Regions from separate parts of the Mus musculus genome. Here region 1 is linked to region 2. A link is a contact called in public Micro-C data. All regions are on one chromosome and are shown on one strand. Each heading gives the region's core, a stretch centred on a gene start, on an enhancer-like site or on the middle of the called end of the contact. The rest is flanking DNA. Distances are from core to core; before and after follow the strand shown.

What was found. Hi-C and Micro-C count contacts between places; a contact is called where the count stands out from the background.
Region 1: a Micro-C map of embryonic stem cells shows a contact between it and region 2, with 17 times the contacts expected there. The contact joins the promoter of Ebf2 here to the promoter of Dleu2 in region 2. A contact is called at or near these places in 5 of 484 Hi-C or Micro-C datasets (embryonic stem cells and stem cell-derived epiblast-like cells) and 1 of 115 datasets of contacts at active chromatin or transcription factors (embryonic stem cells).

Annotation. Positions count from the first base shown.
Region 1 is chr14:67,232,521-67,240,247 of GRCm38.p6, reverse strand. Ebf2 (early B cell factor 2) reads right to left here and starts at 5,604. Exons shown (of 16, transcript NM_001360202.1): 1 at 4,983-5,604; 2 at 2,643-2,799; 3 at 1,636-1,699; 4 at 1,258-1,313; 5 at 757-830. The coding sequence starts at 5,113. It overlaps Gm20675 (a long non-coding RNA gene), which reads left to right and starts at 7,053. Exons shown (of 2, transcript XR_874748.1): 1 at 7,053-7,145; 2 at 7,501-7,727.
Region 2 is chr14:61,676,909-61,683,940 of GRCm38.p6, reverse strand. Dleu2 (deleted in lymphocytic leukemia, 2) reads left to right here and starts at 1,568. Exons shown (of 7, transcript NR_028264.1): 1 at 1,568-1,831.

The DNA.
Region 1 (7,727 bases), core at 4,355-6,854, 5.6 Mb before region 2:
CCCTACACCACCGTCCCCATCTATTTTCTTCTGTTTGAGTAGAAGAAAGGGGGACAATGTGCACGGCTCAAAATAGAATGGACTGGGCTCTGGAGGGCAGGTGGGAAAGCCAAGAACTCCAACAGACTGTGCCTTTCACAGTGTGATCCTCTGAATCCATCGTTCCTGGAACCTCAGATGTCCCAAGCATGGGTTTCTCCCTGTGTGCCTATTCATTCCCTGTCCCCTCCCTCCCCCCCCCCACCCCCGCAAAAGATTTTCTGCCCCACAATTCCTTCTTGGCCTAAGATATGACCCTGCTGTGAAATCTTGCAGTGGGAGAAGTGACTTTAACAGCAGGGGATGAAAAGCCCAGACATCTCACTGAGGACAGAGAGGCCTAGGACCTGGGCAGTGCCTGGGAATAGGCCTCTCAGCTCTCTGGTGGTACCCAGGGCTCAACAAGTGGCACCCTCAGAAATCTACCCTAAGCTTAAGGCCAAGCAGTAACAGAGACTGGTGCGAGCCCTCGTCCCAGATTCAAAATGAAGCCTGGCCCAACACCTAAGCAAGCAGCTGAGATTGCCCATCCTGTGGAAGAAACTCTGGGAAGTCAGGTGGATGGAATCCACTCTCTGGTTTCCCTTTCCCAGTCCTAGAAAACTAGGAGGGTTTTCTGAGCTTCAGATCAGCTTAGGTTCCAATCTACCAGGTTCCCTTGGCAACTCAGCCCCGGGATTCCCTAGCTTTCCAGCCCAAGGAAAAGGTGCCTCTTACCTGCACATCACCTCGTGTGTCAGCAGAACTCTGCACATTTCGGGATTCTTATTCTGTCCCTCATAGGCTATGGGCTGTCAGGAAGGAGACACAGACAGGGTGGAGACTTTAGAACAAGCCCTAACTCGGTTCCCTCTCACCGGGCCCTGAAGAGAGCTCCCTCCTCTCCCTCTCCCACAGCACAGAACCAAAGTCTTTGCTCGGTTAAAACAGCCAGAAGAAGAAGTTTGCCCTTAGTTCTCAGCAAAGAGGAATTCTCCAGCGAACTGAATCTTCAGTAACTGTTCGCTGTCTTCAGTCATTAATTTGTCACCTCCCAACACCCAGAATCTCCCCCATAGCACATGAAACAGGGCCACCAGAGCAGGGGGAGGGGGTTCCCCAGAGCAGACTTGAGGTAAAGAGAACTGTGAATCCCCTGCTGCAAATCGTGCTAGGAGCAGAAGTCACCGGACAACGCGGGGAAGTGGGGAGTCCACAGTAGGCTCCCTTTGGTCTCACCTGTTTGGTGACAGAGTCGATGAGCCTGACATACAGGTCCTGCTCCGTGCGGACACCTGCACAGGAGGGGGACAGGCGGTTGGCAAGAATAGCCAAGACCCTTTCGCACCCACCCCAACCCTTTCCCTGCCCCGAGCCTGACCCAGTCAGTCAAGCCACAAACCCCTAGATGGAATTGACATGAAGAGAGACACCCCTCAACTGTCATCCCGACCAAGGCTCACACACACACACACACACACACACACACACACACACAGAGTCCCCACAGGACTGCACTCACTAGCTTTCTACCCTCCCAAGCACAGTAGGAGGCAGACACAGCAGCCACCAGTCTTGGCTGCCTGATGACCAGTGCCTGCCCATGAAGCCACTTACCGTTGCTGTAAAGGAGCTGTAACTTGTAGTGAGTACCATTGTTGGTCTTCTCATTGCCTTGCTCCTGAAAAGACAGAAGCCCTCCATTCTTCAACTTTGCAGTGCCCCCACACAACCAGATCCAGACCAATGGACAAGGAGCATTTCCCACCATTGGCCATCTTGGGAAATTTGTCAAGGCCTACAACCGCTTGACCTTCACCGTCCCTGTCTCTCTTTTAAAAATTTCCTAAGGGTACCCCTGCCTCCAGCCGGCCGATGCCTGATGCCAGCATCAAAGCTGTCTTTAAGCAGTCCCCACCCCTGTCTATCTGTCCTTGAGCTCCCAGGCTCTACAAAAAAGGGTAAGCCTGCCTGTCCTTTAGAAAGGGCAATATTAGTCGCCTTTGGGGAGGGGTGGGGAACAAACTGGGAATGACCACTTCCAGTGTTCAGGGGCTTGGCAACTAGCCACCCCAGGTTTCCCTTTCTTTGCACAGCCAATGGGCCCAGCATATATTGGTTTAGGAAAACAACCCTTCGTTTAGGATTAAACATAGCTTTCAAATTAGGGTTTGAGTTCAAGGAAGGTGCTCAGTCGCTGGGAGAGTAAGCGAGCCATAAAAGGCTGGCCCCAAGTTCCCACATAAAACGGAATCCAACCAACTACACCCCTGCCCTCTTTCCCGCTGCCAGAGAGAAAATAATAGTAATAATAATTTTAAGAAAAACTGGAGACTGGCAGCGACAGCGTTGGGTATACTTTTAAAACTAGGTCTAAAAAACTTTTTTCTGCGAGGTCAGTCGATGCACTGCCGCTACTACTGACCCCAAGGCTAGGGCGCACAGCCGAAAACGCCTGGTTCAGAGTTGGGGCCCATTGAGGTGCAGGGAAAATCTACTGAGTTAGAAGCTAAGGGTGAGACACCTCAATTTATCATTCCTGATGCTAGCGGGAGAGTGTCGCAAGTGACAGATGGAATCCTCAGTGCCGGCTTAGGGGGGGAGGGTTTAAGGGGTCCGCTTACTTTGTCATTCTCCACAAAGTCCACGAAGGCTGTGCGCTCAATCTCCACCGGCTGTCCCTGCCTGTCGTAGAGCGCCAGGACAAAATGAAAGAAGTTGGATTTCCTCAAGTTTGAAGGAGGTTGCTTTTCAAAATGGGCCCGGGACAGAGCAACTCCGCTGCACAGGAAGTGTTGGGAGAGAGAAACAGGACAAGGGGGAAAGACAGAAAGACTGGGTGTTAGGCAGTGACTAACATGCCCAAACACATTGCAGAAGGGCCAAGGGACTCAAGACCAGAAACCTTCTGGGTCTTTTCCACACTCTCTCAGAGGGGTTGCAATAGGCACCTTGCTTCCGCCACCCCGTTATACAGCCACCCAGAATCCTGTCACCAGACGGCTTTTAGTAGAATAGAAAGACCAGGGCTGCCGGCGAAGTCTTAAGAAGCGCTGCTAAACCCCAGGTGCCTGCCCGCAAAACTCAAAGCTGTGACTCAGATGTAAGGGGATAGGGTTCTTTTGCATTTGAACAAGTGACCCCTTTTAACTCCTGGCTAGTGAATTTTTGGATCACAGACTACAGGATAGGAAGCCTGTGGAGTCCAAGCCTCTGTCCTCAAGGTTTGCCTTACTCTACCGAAATTTGCATCCAGGACAGTGTCACTGCAAAATCCCCTACAGTCATTGCTGGGGATAACGGGCCAGGGTTGAGGACTCACTGCTGAGGACCTTCGCCCCCAAGAACCGCTCCACGTGTCAAAGCCAGAAGAAGCCAGAATGTTAAGAGACAGCAGCGCCCCGGCCAGAGACTCGGGCGATCCGCGCTCGAGTGTTTTCTCAAATTCCCTGACTCTGTATAGCTGGACCCAGAGCTTGCCAGAGCCTTGGATGCGTCCACAGGACCTCCCTATATGCCTGTCTCTGATAGTGCCACATTTGACTGAAAACCTTGTGGAGCCGGCGAATTGACAGATGGTGAGGGCAGCCTGGTGGCCCTGAGGTCTTCTGGATTCTTGTGCTGGGCATGGTCTCAGTCACTTTTTTGAAAGTGTATAATTTTCGCTAGACCACCACAGACTGCTGTTTCGAACTTTAATAAAGTACATTTTATTTCGGACGGGAAGACTGGAGGGAAATGTTATTAAGCCCCCGCTAAGGAGCGGATCTGCGGAACTGTCTTGGTTCCCTCGGCTTGTCACCGCCGGAGCGAACCCCTAGACCGCTTTCGAGAGCCAAGGCCTCTGCGAAGTACCATCTGCTTCGGGGACAACTGAGCATTCGGCTTCGGAGGAGTGGCAATCGGGTACCGCAGCTGCCACTTCAGGCATCCGGCTTGCGGCCTTTGCTGCCACTCCTTGAAGGGTGGCAGCCAGTTCGCTCTACCCGGGACACCTGGAGATGTGGCCTATCTGCAAAAGGGGTCATTTCTCAACGTGAAGTCCGGAGATTTAAGGAGGTTGGCGCAGAACGCAGAGCGCAGAGGAAGAGTCGAGAGTCCTGGAAGAAATTTGTGGGTGTCTGGAGAGGGTAAAGGAGCTGGCTCTTGTAGTCTGGACACGAGGGCCATGAATCTCAGTTCAGTAGCGACAGTGAGAAGCGGGACTGGAATGTCTTCGTGGGATGGAACCCTAGACAAATTTTAACCATCCGTAAACGCGAAGATTTGGAAACAAAATCAACTTGAGGAACCCGCAAAACTGGAGGGTGCTCTTCTCTGCGGCTCCATTTTCTCCTCTTCCCCGACTACTCCTGTGCTTCGGTCCATCCTCGGCCTCTTCGGTTTGTCTGTCCCACTCTCCCTCACCCAGGACTCGCTTGCATGTCCCCTTTCCTAGAGCTCCCGGCCGCCTTGCTTTCCTTGCAGCCCCTCAGGCCTCTCCGGATCCTCTCGCCGCCGCCACCATCTGGCCGCTGGGCTCCCCGAGTCTCCAAGCCATCCTGAATGATGCTGGAGGAGAGGCGCTCGCAGGAAGCGTGGGGGAACCTAGGAGTGACCGGAAAGCCGGCTCTGCCGCTGCGCCGGCTGCCAGCTCGGATCTTCACGCGCCACTCCGCTAGAGTCCAAGAGTAAACGCCACGATGTGAGCTTGAACGCTACTTTTAATAAATTTTTTTTGTCCTCAAAGAACGGACTGTGGGGAGAAACACCCGTGACCTCGGTAGTTCAGAAACTACAGTGTCGACTGCGGGAAAAGGGTTCCCCTAGTCGCAGCGACCTGCCCGCCCAGGGAGAGCCCCAGTGCGCACAGCCAGGGAGGAGAGACAAGGACAGAGAGAAAGAGAGGGAGCAAAGGGAAGAGATATTCGGGGAGACAGACACAACCAGAGACTTTCAGAGCACAACGGCTCCAGTCTCATTACCTCTGAGCCGCGACATTGGCGTCCACCACGCCGACATTCCGGACCCAGGACCTGACCGAATCCATCTCGGCACCCAGCGACTTGTCTTTCAGAGCTGGTCCTCTTCCTAGCGTATCTTGAATCCCAAACATTTAAAAAGTCTGGTCCTCTACTGTCGCCTTAAAAGTGACTTTACAACAACACCGTCCTCACTCTCCAATGCTGCCAGCAAATGGTGTTCTCCAAAAGCAATCCGAGAAAGGCGGCAAGGGCCGAAGTTTGGGGGCCCTCTTGGAAAGAAATAGCCAGCCCGTTCCTCCACGCACAATGCAAAGTTTGCGTTTTTTATCCTCGGTGGCTTCAGATCTGCCGCCTCGGGGCTTCCACTCTAGGTCGCCCGCATCCTTCCAGCTGCAGAACGTTCTCCAGAAAGTGGCCACAATTTGGAAGCATCACCTGTTCTGGGAAAAACAGGAGGAGATAGATAGCTGCCTGATCTCTCCCCTTCCTCCTTGTTCCCCCCTCCCTGCTCCTCCCCACCGTTCCGATATAGGAAAAAAAAAAAAAATCCCCAACAGGATCAGTTGTAAGAGGAAGGGGAAGACCCGGAGCGGGGAGGAGGCGGTGGCTGAGAGCGCCGCAGAGCCGGGCTGCTGCAGCGCGCGGGCCCCATGAATGGTTACTACAACCCAGGCCGCGGGAGGCGGAGCCGAGGCCCGATAAGGAGCCTCATTTGCATGGACGCCCGGGATTGGCCGGCTCTGGGCAAGCTGGGCGGACGTCCTCCCGCGGCGTTAGCCAAGCTTTGCTTTGCCCGAAGTCCGGGAGGTGAAAGGCTACAGCAAGCCACAAGCACCGAGTCCCGACCAGAGTCCCGAGTGTTTGGCCTGAGTGGGAAAGGGGGTCCCCAAATCCTGCACCAAAACAGAGTAGCAGGACTCTGAGAGTTAGGATCATGATGGTTCTTTCCGATCGCGGGAGCAGGAAGCCAGCGCGGATTTGCCTCTAGATGCAGGTTTTTTGTCGCCTGCGGGAGACCCTACAGATTCATTCCCGGGGTTTGGACCTGTGACCACCTGTATTTATGCTTTTCGCAAACACTACCCTCAGGGCATCCGTCTTTCTGAACCGGTCTACCAAGTCTCAGAGAGTTCCAGGGAAGCAATCATTTCGTGCGAAGGCCACAAGTGTTAGAAGGAGAGGCGAGATGAAGGAAGGAGAGAGCGGAGTGTGGACGAATGAGGCTCAAGTGCAGTTTAAATAAATATACTGTGAAGGGAAATGGTGAAGGAGTTAAGGAAAACAGCCCCGGGAGGGCGGGAGTACGCACCTTTGCAGATAGGAGAGGTTGCTGACAGCTTGGCTGGCTGAGAACTGCGGGATGAAGTTTCGAATCCTCCCCCCTTTTAAAATCTCCCTCCCCAATCCCTGAAGGCCGGGGAACCCTGCGTTAGAGACACGAGGCGTCTGTGAAGAAGTCCTGGAAACTTTGTCCGCCGAGCGCTGTGGTCGCGAAGGTTGGTGGTCGGGAAGCCGAGGCTCCACAAAATAGCTGAAACCCTAGACGGCTGGAGGTGCCTATTAAAAAAAAATCCTCCTGGCTGGGTGTTATTTTCTTGCTTCTCTTTTTGTATTCTGATCTGCGCGTAGATCTGCTGTTGAAATCTAGAACGCCAGCGCGAAAACAGATTTGAAGACAATGAATGCAAATCTGTGCTCAAAGACCATCTGCCGTGGAGCAGACAATCAGCTGCGCCGCGGTTCGAGCGACTGCACCCGAGCCTCTCAGCATCATTACAGTCGGGAGTCTTTCCTCCCGGCTCAGGGCTCAGGTTTGAGTGTCAATTGACTCCTGACCGGACCCCCTAGCTGTAGGTGAGCGCTCACAGACGAGCTGCGAGAGTTCGCCGCTAGAGGACACAGCGCCTGGGGTGCACGTTTGCCCGGCGAGCGAAAAGGAAGCTTGCGCTTTCAGAGACTGCTTGAGTCTCCATTGAAGGGGACCTGAGCACGTCACTTCACCTCAGGGGCAAACTGTGACTACAGACTGCGCAGGCGGGATGGTGCTCCGGAAGACTTGGTCTCTCTCTACAGCAGTGACTGACTTGAAAGCTGGCTGGGGCTCTCTTTGCACAGACTGGGGAGGGGGGCTGGAGTCGCGTTGATGGTGTACCCTAACTCCAGGTCTTTAATTTCAGGCTTAAAGGGGAGGCAGGGTGGCTTGAGGTACAGTTGAGTGTAAGAAAATAAGAGGCCTAGTTGCATTCGGCAGTTATCCAACAAAAGAGGGAGGGTGGGGGAGAAAATGGTCGAGATAAGATCCACCTCTGCTCTTTCAGCTGCGCAGTTCAGTTACACAAGACTTTACGGATAATTGCGACCCCAGGAAAAACTAACCACCCAGAGTCTTCGAGCTGGGCCTGCTCGTTTTTGTTTTGGTTTGGTTTTAGTTTTAGTTTTGTTTTGTTTTTGTTTTTTTTAAGTCTGCTGAATTTAACTAATCTCTTGTCCTTCTTTCTTGTCCCGGCCATGTTCCCAGCTGGGCAAGGCCTCAGGTTCCTCGGTGAAGAGTGTGGACCAGCCAATGAGCCCTCCGACGTGTGGATGAAACGGCTGGCTTTTGTTTAGTTTTGTTTTAACCTCCCCAAGGAGACTTTGATCAGCTCCACCTCGAAAATGTTCGCGAAAGATGCGGAGAGCCTGAGGGACTGCGGGGCAGCAACGGGCTCCGGCCTAGCCCGGCCCGCCGGCCCCCAGAGGCTCCAG
Region 2 (7,032 bases), core at 319-2,818:
AGGCCTGCAGCTCCAAACTTTAGAAAGGAAGCGAGTGCTGCAAAAGTTCACTTTATATTGTCTCACTTCCTTCTTTTAGCAAGCACACACATAGCAAACTTGGAAGGCACGTTCTAAGCTTTAGAATCTAAAGTTTCTCCTTTAAAAAAAAGAAAGAAAGAAAGAAAAGAAATAGAAATAGAGAGAGCGAAAGCAAGCGGGCCTAAATCTGGAAAGGTTTCTCAACTCTAGGCAAATCTATTTCCTCCCCCATCTGACTCTTGGAAAAGCTCTACCAGGTTTGGACCCACCCTTATACCTAACTTCCAAGCCCCTCACAGTAGGTAGGTGCCCGTGCTGAGGCGTGGTGGTGGTCCGAACTTGGGGCGGGGGAGTGGGATGGGGGGAGTTCTTCTAGACTGTTTACCCCTCTCCAGTTGCTGGGAAAGTCCGATGCGTTTCCTGTTCTCATCCGAGCTCAGCCTGTTTTCCTGAATCAGTGATCTGGTAGCTAACTTATTATGTTCTGATCCTGAAAAGTAAAACTGCGTTCTGAAATCAATTACTTAGGAAAGGGACTAGAAGCTACAGAAGTTAATCACGCTTAGACTAACCACTTAGTTTGCCTTAATTGTAAGGCCTTCCTTTGGTGTTTATCGCACTTTTTGTTTACACTGAGCCCTCCGCCTAGGCTTTAGGCCAGCAGGGCGCTCAGTTTCACTTCGGGGTTTGGAGGGGCCTATCACTTCGTCCTCGGGGTTTAAAGGCAACTTGTAATGGTTTGCCCCAATCACTCCTGTAACCAAAGAGTAAGTCCTCAAGAACCGCGTTCCCTTGTCAAGGAGTCGGATGCGCAAATGCCTGGGGCTTTAAGCAGCTGGGAAAGCGAGAAGGAAGCTAGCGTGAAGCTAGCTGCACCTGCGGATCCAGAGCGTCCGCCCCGCGCTTCCCGCGCCCAGCGCTTTTGCCTGGGAGCTGCTGCGAGCCACCCCCGCACCCCTCACGCCCGTTGGCCGGGGGAGCGAGGCCTAGCAAGCGGACGCCTGCGGGAGCCGCCGCACGTAGGGGGCACAGGGACTTGTCCAGGCCGTGGGCTCCAAAGCGAGGCCCAAACGCGCGCGCTCTCTGCAAGTAGGGCGGTGGCGCTCCCAGAGACGGAGGGAGGTAGAGACGCCCGAGCGAGCGAGCGAACGGCACGCTCGGGGCCACTCCGCGCGCAAGGCTCGGGTCCGGGAGAAATTCCCCCCCCCCACCCCCCGTCGAGTGGTCAGAGTGCGGGTCCCCAGGTCGTGCACACCACCCGGGCCGGCGACCCCAGCCAGGAGCAGGGGAGCGCCGCAGGGCGGAGGCCGCTGCCACGGAACCAGGCGGGCGGCGCACAGCCCCGGGGAGCTGGTTTTCCCGAGAGGGCACGTGACGGGGTTGGCAGCGCTCGGGCCCGGGCGGGGGGAGGGGGAAGTGGCGAGCAGGAGGCCCGGGGGCGGGCGGCTGGCGCGCTGTGTACTTAGGTCGTGTGCTGGGGCTTTTCTCTCCTGGGAGCGGGCCGAGGGGCGGGGGAGGGGCCACCGCTCCGCCTTCTTCTTTTCGCAATGTTGACGCAATCTATAAATAGTGGAACAAAAGGACCAACTTCCTCGGAGCTTTGCTGAAACTGCACAAAAAATCGAGCTGGGGGGTTCCCTGGTCCCCGATGTTGGGGCGGAGAGCGCGGCGCCGAGGGAGGGGGCGGCGCAGACCGGCCTAGGGGACACCTGGTCGAGCGCAGCCGCCGCTCCGCTCGAGCCCTGCGCTCCAGTGCCCCCACTGGCTGGAGAGCTCGCCCAGACCGGGGGTCTTCCTCCGTCGCTGACAGGTCAGTGCGCACCGCCCCTTTCGACTCTAGGCTGCTTTTCTCCCTCCTCCAGCCTCCACTTTTAGAAGGGAACCGGGGCGGGGGCGGGGGGCGGTAAGGAAATAGAACGAGGAGCAGCAGCGACAGAAGGAAAAAAAAAAAAAAAAAGCAAAGCTGTAACCCCGGCGTGCACGGAGCGAAGAGAGTGAGGGGCTCCAGGAGGAGATCTGCGCGTGGCCCCCACGGGAGACGGAGCTGGCAGAGCAGGCGGGCCGCAGGGTGAGAGGAGGGGGCTCCCCGGAGGCCGTGCGCGTCTCTCGGTCCCCTTTGAACGCAGACCTGCAGAGTCCGCCTGGTCCACGGTGGGAGGAATGAGTGGAGAATTGTCGCCGCCGCCACTGCACCCCCGAGGCCCACGCACCCTGAGCGCCTAAATTTGGGGACAGGGTGGGAGGGGGGCACCCTGCGCTCAGGGAGCAAGGACCTGAACTCAGGAGCCCGCTGCTTCGCCGTTGGGGAGGGCGGAGCTGGCGCTGTTGACAGCGGTGAGGGAGCAGGGAGGGCGAAAGTTGGGGAGAGGAGGCGGGAGAGGTGGGAGTCTAGTTGAAAAGGGGGGGGAGGGAGCGCGCGCGCGGGATTCTGAGGGGCGTGGATCACGTGATGGGCAACCACCCCCGCTACAGGCTGGCGGTAGGGTGACGTCACCACCCTGCCTGCAGGGGGTGGCACTTCCGTTTTCTCCCCCCCCCCACCCCCCCCAGGGCTGCTGCTCCCAAGCTTCTGCACCCTCCTGAGGGTGGGCAATAGTCTGAGGTCATCAGGTGCTTTGGCAACAACCGGGAGTTAGGCAATGAGGGCTAGGTCTGAAGCTCAAGCCGGGCCGCCCCTCGACGCGCCCCATTGTGTGAGCAGTGGGCGAGGGCGGTGCCGGGTGCCGGGCCCCCCGCGGCTCCCAGCTCCAAAAGGGCGGGGAGGACTCTGTTCCGTCAAGGCGGAGTCTGGCCACTAGCTGGTTCCTGAGTCCAGACTTCGAGATCCCAGCGACTAGGGTCTTACTCGCCTGACTAGCCCTCTGGGCGCCTGGTGGTTAGGAGCCAGTTCTATGGCTCTGGTCCGTGGCCCAGCTTGATGGGTGTGTGGTCAATCTGTCACCACTGGAGCGACTCAATTCCAGCAGTCCTTAAGAGCTATTTTGAGTAAACTCTGGGTTTTGGTGACTCAGCTCGGTGAGCGGCGCTATTTATAGGTAGATGAGTTAAGAGCGGGGAAATACGCTTCGATAGGATCGGTCCGCCCTATTATAGCAAAGATCTCTACTAAGAAGCAACAATTTAAAGTCTTAGGAAAGAAAAATACTTGGTTCTTAGAATCTGTGTTGTAAGGAGAAGACTTAGAACAGTGAAAGTGGAACATTTCCCGGAGTAAATGGAGAATTTGGGGACTGTCATGACCATTAACTGGCTTTTCGGTGTAGGTTACTGACTCTCCTAGACACCTGCAACATAGAATGCCCATATTAGAATGATAAAAGGGGAAACTAAATGCTGGCAAAGTCCCTGCACTATATTCTGTAACAGGAAGGGATGTGTGATATTTATCTAGTGTCAAAAGTCTGGTCTGGTGGGAATTTTATGTTTATCACCCAATTTCTTCCAAGAAAGTACAACAAAAACGTGTGCTTTTCTTCCCTAGTGTGTAAATGTGCCACTAGTACGTTATTGCTTGTTGGGGTGTTATGATTTTAATTTTCACATTCCCACATTCCTTCAGCCTCCACTTTAGAAATCCAAGAGGCATATGCTATGAGAAAGATTGTGAGGTTGTCTGTCGGGTGGGAAGAGTTGAGTGAGCTCTCCTAGCCGCTGTAGCTTTCCATAGGTAGTGTCACCTGGGGTGTCTCTTGAAAGAAAGATGGTGACTTCCTGAGTGGTTAGGTCAGCTAAGAATAAAAGTGTCCAAAAGACTACAGAGTACACACACTGGGGCCTGCAAGATAGATGTGCGTACTGGTACGGGTGCTGGGTGGGAGTTGAAAAGGGGTAAGAGGGAAGCTGGACAGATGGTCAGGGCCTTCATGATTCAGAATAACCATGCTGAGGAATTTGTATTTGTACCTGAATGGGCATTTTTATTTTTTTAGCCTTTTAGGATGAACAGATATGCTTTGAGGGGAAAAAAAAAGCAATGGGTGGTGGTTGGTTTTTTTTTTCCTCCTACAAGTAAACAGAAAATGTAGCACAGGATTTCAAAGGGTTTCTCTGCTTTGTGATGCCTCAGCTCAAAACCTGCAAGAAGGGAAAACCTCCAGAAGATGTCTGATAGATGTGACAATTGGTCACATAGGCCTTGTGAGGATCTGGGAGGCTTAGAGATGGGATGTAAAAGGATTGTGAGCTAAGATAGAACCTGCTAGAACCACCTGCCATGTACCCAAGAGAAGTCATTAGCTGTTTGAGGTCAAGGGATGCACAGTCTTGTCTTTGGGTGAGTAAGAAGGTGTGGACCTCGGGGTAAACACATTTTTTACACTATGGGGGAACCTTTCCCAGGGAGGTTGGTGTAAAGTCTGGATCTCTGAAGTCACTAAAATATAAGTGGTAGCTAAAGCCATGGGGGAGGCTAAGAGGACCGGGAGGCTGTCTAGTTAGCCAGAACTCCAAGGAACACTCACACTTAGTGCAAGTCTAGAGCAGGAGGAGGCTTTAAAGGACAAGGCTAAGTAAAGAAATAGTGTCCTTAGTGTATGGCTGTAGTCCTCCATGGCTCTAATCCTTGGTGCATGGCTATAGTTCTGTAGGCCATCCGTCCTGCTACCTGAAAATAAAGAGAAACCTGCTGCTTCCTTCATAAGACCAAAAAGAGCCAGGCATGATGCTTAGTGCCTGTAATCCACTCGGGAGGCTGAGGCAAGAGGACTACTGTGATCTCAAGACCAGCATGCAATACAGACTATGACTGTCTCAAAAACAATGGGACTGGAAAGACTTCCACTCTTAGTGGAAAAGAAAGCATAAGAGTTGCATGTACTTTTCCCATTTTCACAGTAAATGCTAAGTCAACAGTTACCAGGTAAATGATTGGCTTAATATATCTAGAGAACTAAAAATAACACTCATATCAAGGTAAATAAAATGTTCTTTATAACCTGGTATCTTTTACAGTTTGCCTTAAGCTTCTATTATTTATGTATCTTTGATGTTAGATTAAATATGCTTCTCTTTTAGAGATAAAAATAGTGGCTGGGCTATTTTAATAATTAATATTCTCCTAAAGGCAACTCAGAATACTTTTCTAGTTGCATAATTATATTTACGAGTCAAAAGCCCTATACATTCATGCTACACACATTTTAAAATAAGTACATTGCAGGGTGGAGAGATGGCTCAGCTGTTAAGAGCACGTATAGATCTTCCGAAAGACTGGAGTTTGCCTCTCAGCACCCATGCTGGGAAAATTGCCTGTGACTCTGATTCCAGGGACACCTGGTACCTCTGGCCACTGTGGCACCTGCACGCACATATGTGCACACTCGAATCACACACACACACAAATACAAATAATTAAAACTAACAAAAATCTTTAAAAAATAAAAACACCCATATAGTGAGAAAACATGAGTCTTTTGTAGATCACTTGATGATTTTTTTTTGAAGTAGCTTCTTAAAAAATACTTTTTAAAGTTTCTTATACAGCAGTGATTTTTTTTTAATGGACACAGCATTAGCATTACATTAACATACTTTGTTATCAGGCCCCAAACCTTCTGACTTCTCTGTGATGTCACAGCTGCCATGGAGGCAGCCCAGAGGAACTGAAGTAAACACTTTCAGATGACATAATGCAGCCCTGAAGGAGGAACAACCTCAACCAAACTCTACCCTATAGATTTGCACATGCAGTTTTTCCATATGCCGGAATGCTTGCAACCTTGGTGTGATGGCTAGTCTTGGTTGTCAACTTAACTACACCTGGAATTAACTAAAACCCAAATGGCTGGGAACACCTGTGAGGGATTTTTTTTTCTTAATTAAATCATTTGAGGTGAGAAGACCCACTTCTAATCTGGATCTTTGAGATAGAAAGATATACATCTAATCCAGATATTCTGAGGTGAGATCTACCTTTAATCTGGGCCACACCTTCTACTGGCAGCCTATAAAGAGAACCTGAAAAACAGAAGCGTGTTCTTGCTCTCCTAGCAAGTCAGTTCCTTCACTGGCATCAGACCAGCTGAGGCATTTAGTCTTGTGGGCTGAACAGCTACTGGATTTGTGGATCTTCCATTGGTAAACAGCCATTGTTGACCGAGGTGGACCACAGCCTATAAGCCACTCTATATATACACATACCATTCTGAAGTTCTGTTCCTCTAGAGAACATTGACTGATAAGATTTTTTAGTACCAGAAGTGAGTCTAGAGCATCAGAAGTATACAGATGAATTTTTTTTTTTTTTTAAGTATCTGGATTTAGGCTTTCTAATTTGCCGACGAATTACTGCAGCCTCTCCTGGAAACTCCGAGATTACTGAAAGCCTGTGGTGTGAACTATTTTACAAGCTTAAGGGGACAAATGGATTGGATTATCTTGATTCACCAGTTGTGAGAAGCAACAGATATGGTGAGTCTGTACATAAAACTGGACAAATGAGGACGCGGGTTGGTTGTTCCTAGCATCTCTGGATAAATCGACAAAGGAAAGGAATGAGCTCTGTGATTACAAAACAAAACAAAACATCTAGCATTTTGAAATATGTTGGAGGAAAATGAACCCAGTGATTAAATGGTCAGCTCCAGATGCACAGAAGCAGTCTAAAGGTTTATAAGGGTGCCCTGGAAGTGAATCTGCTCTCCAGCAGCCATTACAGCTCCCATTATAGAAAAATCAAACTGAAGCCCTCGTTATAAGGTTAGCCAAATTACAATGAAAATTCAAATCATAGCATTTGGAGGATATCAGCTGTTAAAGTAAGGGCATTAACTGGTAAAGCATGGATCCTGTAATAAGGGGAGGAACTCTATGGGAATGGGAGGGTCCTATTGAATCTGAGATCTCTGAACCCTGAGATTCTCCAGGGTTTTATCTCACCTGAAGTCTGCAGCCTCAGCAGATGTACCCCTGCCCTCTCTCCCACCCCCTGAAATACTGCCTTTTCTGACTTTGACTAGGGAAGTTAATGCTTCGTCGTCTGGTAACCCAGCAGTGAGTTTCTCTGAGAAAAAT